Regions from separate parts of the Pan troglodytes genome. Here region 2 is linked to region 1. A link is a contact called in public Hi-C data. All regions are on one chromosome and are shown on one strand. The core of a region is the stretch at or near the end of the contact, and the rest is flanking DNA. Distances in the headings are between cores, read along the strand shown. Region 1 overlaps RGS20 (regulator of G protein signaling 20). Region 2 overlaps RGS20 (regulator of G protein signaling 20).

Region 1 (3,882 bases), core at 409-2,908:
GGAGACCTCCACCATTATCTAGACCTGAGATGTTAACTAGGGCCATATCACGTGGAGAAGAACAGGGCAGATGTGAGAGGCATGCTGGGAGACAGATTGCCTTTGCCTTTGCCAGGAGTTAGGATTGGGAGGAGTTGAGGATGATAAGTTTTCTTGAACAACTGGAGAGATAGTAACACTGCTTACCAAGAGAGAAAAAACAAGAAGGGGTAGCTTTGTCTGGGGAGATAATAACTTTGCTTTTTTTTTTTTTTTTAACCAAGTCTCACTCTGTCACCCAGGCTGGAGTGTAGTGGTGTGATCTCTGCTCACTGCAACCTCCGCGTCCCAGGTTCAAGTGATTCTCCTGCCTCACCCTCCCAAGTAGCTGAAGTAGCTGGGATTACAGGTGCCTGCCACCACACTTGGCTAATTTTTATATTTTTAGTAGAGATGGGATTTCGCCATGTTGGCCAGGCTGTTCTCGAACTCCTGACCTCAAGTGATCCTTCTGCCTTGGCCTCCCAAAGTGCTAGGATTACAGGCGTGAGCCACCACGCCTGGCCACAACTTTGATTTTCGACATTAATTTTTCTATGATGTAAGTAATTTGGCTGTTTTTTTCTATAATTTGCAATAACTACGCAGAAATTCTCATTAGGGAGCCTGCTCCTTGCTGGGAAACAGTAAATAGCTGGCCATTCTCATGCAAACCATTAATGATGGCCTCATACATTCCTCAGCCATTTGAAGAGTCCCTAAAGCAGCCCCACAGACAAAGATTTTCCCAAGTGTTTAATACTTTCAGAGGTGCCCTGGGCCAAGTTATCACTGGGAATGCACCCCAGCTGCAATTTTCTTGAGAATGCCACTATTTCCTGGGATAAGCAAAGCTCTTAATAAAGATTTCAATCAGTACTTACAAAATGCTCCTTCGTTGTTGGCTGACATTAGGAAAGAACAAATAAAAACATACATAATTTATTTATTTCCTTCAGATCATACTCTCTTCTTTCTAATACTTCCCAAAAGGCCATTGTAAAAGTTGAGTTATATAGGATGTTCATTTAGTAATGGCAGAAGAGAAGAGAAAGACACTCTTATTATAGTCTTAAAGCCTTCACTGGCTTAAAACCTCCTGGGGCTTACACATTTGGCAACGGCTATATAAACAAAAGTGTAAAGATTTCCATGATAAGTCACTGAAAAACAGATGGTAAGATGCTTAAGTGGTTTTTTAAAAGATGAGGACATCTGTAAGCATCCATCTGGAAGTAATTATAATTCAAAAGTCTTTTGTTACTATTAAGCTTCCAGTTGACTTCCCCTACTAGAAAACAATGGACCAGCTTTTTCTTAAAATAGACAATAAAACCCAAATAGTCAGACAATAAAACCAAAAGACAGAAATTTTTGAAAACCCATAGATTTGCGTGGAAGCAAAGTTTAGAATTTCCACAAAAATCCACCAGCTACTAAACTGTTGGCTTTCTGTATCAAACATAGTGGAAGATAGAGCTTTGATTTGATTTTTTGGTCTATTTGTGCTGAAGTCAGTGCAAGTAATTCTAGCTCTTCATTAATATTTCATGAGCCACAGTGAGATGGACTTTTGTCTGGTGATGACTATACTGCAGGATAATGGGCCAGCGTCCTCTCAAATTTAGAATCGCCTCATCTCAGCATCCTACTAAACAGAGCATCACTGTTGACCAGCATTCAGCTTACATCTCGGCTGCTAATAGTAACAGGGCCTGTTTGTGACTTCAGCAGCATCTGGTGACCCGGTGTTACTCTTGCAGTACGTGATTCAGAGAAAGCCACATTCCCCTGTTGCTATTTTCAGGTAGGCAGCTAAACCCAAGGAGAGTTTAGCGTGGATTCAGCAGGTCTGTTTTTCTAACTTCATTGTGTAAATTCTTGAATGAGAATCTAGTGAGCGGCCAAAAAAAGACTTCCTGTGAACTCATTCTCCTCGAAGCCAAACATGTTCAGAAACTGTTTCCTTCAGGTTCTGGAAGCCTAGAGCCCTTCACATGAGATTTGTCCCTCTCCCCAACACACTTTATGCCTCCTGTCCCCAGCCAAATGGCTTTTCCATCCTTTTCCTCCTCCCATTCATTCGACTTCCAGTTCTGTCTGAAGTCAGAGGCATGCATGGGGCTGAGAGGGGCCTGGGTCACAGGGTCCCCCTCCTCCACCCACAAGTGAACATCCAACTTTAAGACCAAGTATTTAAGACCAGAGGACCCTACAAAAAACTCACTCAGGCCAGGCGCGGTGGTTCATGCCTGTAATCCCAGCACTTTGGGAGGCTGAGGCGGGCGGATCACGACCTCGTCCCTACTAAAAATACAAAAAATTAGCCGAGCATGGTGGCACGTGCCTATAGTCCTAGCTATTTGGGAGGCTAAAGCAGGAGAATCACTTGAAACCGGGAGGTGGAGGTTGCAGTGAGCCGAGACAGCACCCCTGCACTCCAGCCTGGGTGACAGAGCAAGACTCCATCTCAAAAAAAGAAAAAAAACCCAACTCACTCAACCCTCTGCTACTTTACTATCGAGTGGCCCCCTAAGTGTGCTGGCAAATGTGGTATCTGTGGGAAATCATCCTCCATCCAAGGCAAAATAGTATTAGAGAAAGATTTCCCAGGCAGGGGAAACCTAGAAGGCAGGACGACCTAGAGGAAGGTAAAATTAGGAGTAAATTGAAACACGTTGTGTTAAATACTCAGAAACATTACTGCAGAGAACAAGGAAATGAGAGTGTCTCTTGAGGCTGCAGTACAGGAGGATATTCCTGGAATATCGCAGTGCTTTTCATGCACCTGGGAACCACAGTCAGTGGGAGCTCAGAAAACAGTGAAATTGAAATGAATGAGGCTCATGAGGAAAGGAGTTTTGTTCTTAATGTGGAACAGCAACAAAGACCCAATCGTTTGAACAGGCTTAAAAAAGTACTGGGAGAGATATGTATAGGGCACAACTGAGGGACTAAGGTAAAATCATAGCATCCCAGTGCAATGCAAGGGGAAGGCTTACAGCTGAGAGTTAGGAGGGAGACTCCCTTGTTTGTGTCCATCTGCTATAGTTGGTATATTGGGGATTACCAAAGCTGTAAAATCCCCAGACATAGCTCTCTGGCTTCATGTTCCACCCCATTTTAATGTCATTAGTCATTTCTTCAATGTGAAAGCAGAAAGAAATGTCCCATCAATTAACTCTGTAGCATATCGTAACAAAAATCTGGGAGAAGCAATGGACCTAAGTGGCCGGGTGGCTTGGTATCAGAGCGGCCTTCCCACTGGTCCCATTCTTCCTTATCTCAGATAACAAAGCACGCAGATTCCTCCTGCTTGTGAACCACATTTTTTTCTGAAGCATTTGATGTTTTCTATGTCTTGTTAGCCTTCCTGTATCTATTAAGATTTAAAGAATCTTGGCTGGGCGCGGTGGCTCACGCCTGTAATCCCAGCACTTTGAGAGGCCGAGGTGGGCAGATCACGAGATCAGGAGTTCAAGACCAGCCTGGCCAACATGGTGAAATCCGTCTCTACTGAAAATATAAACATTAGCTTGGCATGGTGGCACGAGCCTGTAATCCCAGCTACTCAGGAGGCTGAGGCAGGAGAATTGCTTGAACCCGGGAGGCTGAGGTTGCAGTGAGCCAAGATTGCCCCATTGCACTCTAGCTCTGGGCGACAGAGCAAGACTCCATCTCAGGAATAAAAAAAAAAAAGATTTAAAGAATCTTTCTAAAATATTTAAAGAGTAAGAGAGATGCTCTTGGGGATGAGGAGTGGCGGGGCAGGTAATGATTCTCCTGGGAGGCCAGAGGCCAGGCTAACAGGCTCCTGCATCTCATGGCTTCTTAGGATCCCAGAAAATGAATGGCAAGCTTACG
Region 2 (3,882 bases), core at 665-3,164, 41 kb after region 1:
GCAACAGAGTGAGACCTTGTCTCAGAAATAAATAAATTCATATGCTAGAGGGAAAAAAAATTATAAAGCAATACATGTTACATAATTACATTTATACTATGTTTAAAAATATGTTTATGAATATAATATAGTAGCATAATTATGAATTGGAATGGTAAACAGTAAGTTAAAAATGGTGGCTCTCGCTAGGGTAAAGAGAGGAAGAAATGAGATGGGGAAAAGTACACAGCAAACTTCAACTGTTTTAATAGTGAATTTCCTTGTTTTTTTTTCACCACACTTTTGAGATTTATCCATATTAATATACATAGTCAAGTCAATTTTCAAGAAAAGTAAATGGCAATTTCTTTTCTAAGTACTTGTGAATCTTTCTCAACATTTTGCTGTAAGGCCTTCTGGTATTTAGTGTTATAAGGGAAGGCATGCTGATTCTTGTTCAGTTGAATATAAAGTTTTTTTCCTTTCTAGTAAGTTTTCTCTTTATCACTCAAAATTTTACCAAAATATATCTGGCCATGGGTCTTCTTTTACTGAAACTTCCTAAAACACAGCGAGCAACTATCTTGGCTACTATAGACATCTTCTAGGTCTGCTGTAACAATAACAGTGGACCGAGGTAAAGAAAACTTCACAAAAAAAAATTCTTCTCTTTTTCAAAAACACATTGTCTCTTTAAAACATTCTTACTTGAAATGAGGGAAAAAGTATATCAAAGCTGAAATAAGTTTGCATTATTTAGTTTGCAGTACAGCTTCTGGTTCTCTGAGGAATCTCCTGTCAAATTCATCTCTTTTTTCCTCTGCTTTTTCATACCCACTGAGCAGTAATGTGTTTTGCTTACAAAAGAAGCCTCGGAAGTCATGCAGAGAGCGTACCACTCAGATGCCTCTCAAGTTTTTTTTGGTTGGATTTTTTTTAAAGAAGCCATTATTTACTGAAACTATTTAGCCGTGACATCATGAAAGAAAGAAGTCAAAAGGGTTCCTGCATTTCTAATGATTTTGCCTTTAAAGAAAAATAGAGCTACACACACACACACACACACTGAAAATTTATAAAACAGTTGTGCTAAAAACAGGCTAAAAAACTTTTATAAAATAAAGAGTGTTAAGAAAAGATATAATAAAGAATATAGAAAATACAGTAGCAACAAGATAAAGAAAACCCAAATTGTCAGTGATAAAATCTATTTTTATGTTGATGGGATGCTGAAAGCATTCCTGCAAAAATCATGAATAAGGCAAAATGTCCACAATCTCTACTACTATTTAACAATGTATTTGGCCAGGCGCCATGGCTCACGCCTGTAATCCCAACACTTTGGGAGGCTGAGGCGGGCAGATCACAAGGTCAGCAATTCAAGACCAGCGGGACCAACATAGTGAAACCCCGTCTCTACTAAAAATACAAAAATTAGCCGGGTGTGGTGGTGCGCGCCTGTAGTCCCAGCTACTCAGGAGGCCGAGGGAGGAGAATCGCTTAAATCCGGGAGGCGGAGGTTGTAGTGAGCTGAGATCACGCCACTGCACTCCAGCCTGGGAGACAGAGCGAGACCCCATCTCAAAAAAAAAAAAAGTATTTTAGGTGTTAGCTAATTAGACAAGAAAATTAGAGGCCTGAGAATTGGAAATAAAGAGGTAAAATTCTTCCTATTTGCAGATGAAACCCGAAGAGAATTATAGCTATAACTGATACAAATACAGAAGAATTCAGAAATAAGAAGGATATAAAATTATCATTAAAATAATACTCTTTAGGCCTCAGATCTTAAAATAAAGAACACTTCCATTTCAATAATAAAATGCAAATAAATCAATTTAGAAATAGTCAAAAGATCTGAACACACATCTCTCCAAAGATGTACAAATAGCTAGTAAATGCATGAAAAGGTGTTCCACATCAGTAGTCATTAGCAAGATGCAAATCAAAACCACAATGAAATACCACTTCTCACCCACTTATGAAGCTAGAATAAAAAAGACAACAGTAACTGTTGGCAAGGACATGGAGAAATTGGATCCCTCAAATATTACCATGTGAAATGGTGCAATTGCTTTGTAAAACAGTTTGGGAGTTCCTCAAAATGTTAAAACTCAAGTTACCATATGACTCAGCAATTCTACTCCGAAGTTTCTACTTGAGAGAAACACAAATATATGTTCGCACGTACTTGCACAGGAATGTGCATAGCAGCATGATTCATGCAGCCAAAATGTGGAAACAACCCGAATGTCTATCTGCTGATGAATGGACAAACGAAATGTGATGTGTCTATCCAAACAGTGAGATATTATTCAACTGGAAAATGAAATGAAGTGCCGATACATGCTATGGCATGGGCTAAGTGCAAAAACATTACGCCAAGTGAAAGGAGACAGCCAGCAAAGATCACATACGGTATGCTCCAGAACAGGCAAATCTATAGAGACAGGAAGCGGATTCGTGCTTGCTTAGGGCCGGTAGAGTGGGGAGATACAGGTGATAAGCAGTGACTGCTTACTGGTGGGGTTTCTTTTGGGGGTGATGACAATGTTCTGGAATTAGATAGTAGGGATGGTTGCACAACTTTGTGAGTATACTAAAAACCACTGAATTGTACACTTTAAACAGATAAACTTGACGGCATATGAATGATAGCTCAAAAAAGTGATTAAGAAAGTGGCCGGGCACGGTGGCTCATGCCTGTAATCCCAGCACTTTGGGAGGTCCAGGTGGGTGGATCACTTGAGGTTAGGAGTTTGAAACCAGCCTGGCCAACATGGTGAAACCAAATACAAAAAGTAGCTGGGCGTGTTGGCACATGCCTGTAGTCCCAGCTACTCAGGAGACTGAGGCACAAGAATCGCTTGGTTGCAGTGAGCTGAGATTGCGCCACAGCACTGCAGCCTGGGCAGCAGAGCAAGACTTGGTCTCAAAAAAAAAAAAAAAGTAGCATTCATATTACAACAATAACCAGTTAGAAGATGAGATAAAAGTACAAATTCCATTTACGATAACAACAAAAAAACTTGGAATAAGTTTACAGACAAATGTACAGAATGTGTATAAGAAAACAAACTCTTTAGAGAAATACAATAGATTTTGATTTTGCACTTTATTTTTCTCTACTACTTTTGTATATTTGCCTATAAATATATGAAGCCTCCATTTTGACTGGAAACAAAGCCTAGAGGATGTATACTTTTTAAGATGCAGAAAATGAAATGAAACCCCAATACATTCCTGACAGTCTTACTTTTTTACTATTTTCATTTTTTTAATTTTTGTATTAAATAGAGACAGGGTCTCGCTATGATGCCCAGGCTGGTCTTAAACTCCTGGCCTCAAGTGATCCTCCTGCCTTGGCCTCCCAAAGTGCTGGGGTTACAGGCATGAGCCACCGCACCCAACCCTTTTTTACTATTTTCTAATGAATGTTTTTATTTAAAAAATCATTATTCTAAGTATAATTGAACACAATAATTTCTAACTCTTTCTCAATAGTAGAAACCACAATGTTATAAATAATTTATATTTCTAGTACCTTATTGTCACACTTTTGGTTTGCTTGGGAAAACTAACTGGGGTCATTTTTTTTTTCCAAGTAGAGGAAGAAATTCTATTAATACTTGGGGATCTGAAGTTCTCTTTAAAGTATTTGTAAAAAGTATTTTCTTGGCAGGGACTGAGCTGTCAACATGTGAATGTCTTTTTTTTTGCAGTCTCACTGTTAGAAACCAGGAAGATCAGAGGCCCACAATAGCTTCCCACGAACTCAGAGCAGATCTTCCAACCTGGGAAGAAAGGTGAAATCACACGTTTTTTTTTTTACCTCACTAAACTAACAGAAATACTAACCTCTTTCTTTTCTTTGCCTTGTATGTTTCAACAGAACACTTACTT

The links. A called contact is a pair of places that touch in the nucleus more often than the background predicts.
Region 2: a Hi-C map of stem cell-derived neural progenitor cells shows a contact between it and region 1, with 1.6 times the contacts expected there. The contact joins two enhancer-like sites. A contact is called at or near these places in 2 of 7 Hi-C or Micro-C datasets (blood and stem cell-derived neural progenitor cells).

The regions. Positions count from the first base shown.
Region 1 is chr7:62,489,478-62,493,359 of NHGRI_mPanTro3-v2.0_pri, forward strand. The region is part of intron 2 of RGS20 (regulator of G protein signaling 20); the gene reads left to right. Among named protein-coding and RNA genes, the nearest start is that of RGS20, 54 kb to the left of the region's middle. Within about 2 kb of position 1,659, at least 8 of the 24 cell types and tissues checked have an H3K27ac peak or open chromatin away from gene starts, as enhancers often do. A contact at or near this core is called in stem cell-derived neural progenitor cells, where this site is marked.
Region 2 is chr7:62,530,562-62,534,443 of NHGRI_mPanTro3-v2.0_pri, forward strand. RGS20 (regulator of G protein signaling 20) reads left to right here. Exons shown (of 6, transcript XM_009455389.5): 4 at 3,702-3,785. Among named protein-coding and RNA genes, the nearest start is that of TCEA1, 77 kb to the right of the region's middle. Within about 2 kb of position 1,915, at least 6 of the 24 cell types and tissues checked have an H3K27ac peak or open chromatin away from gene starts, as enhancers often do. A contact at or near this core is called in stem cell-derived neural progenitor cells, where this site is marked.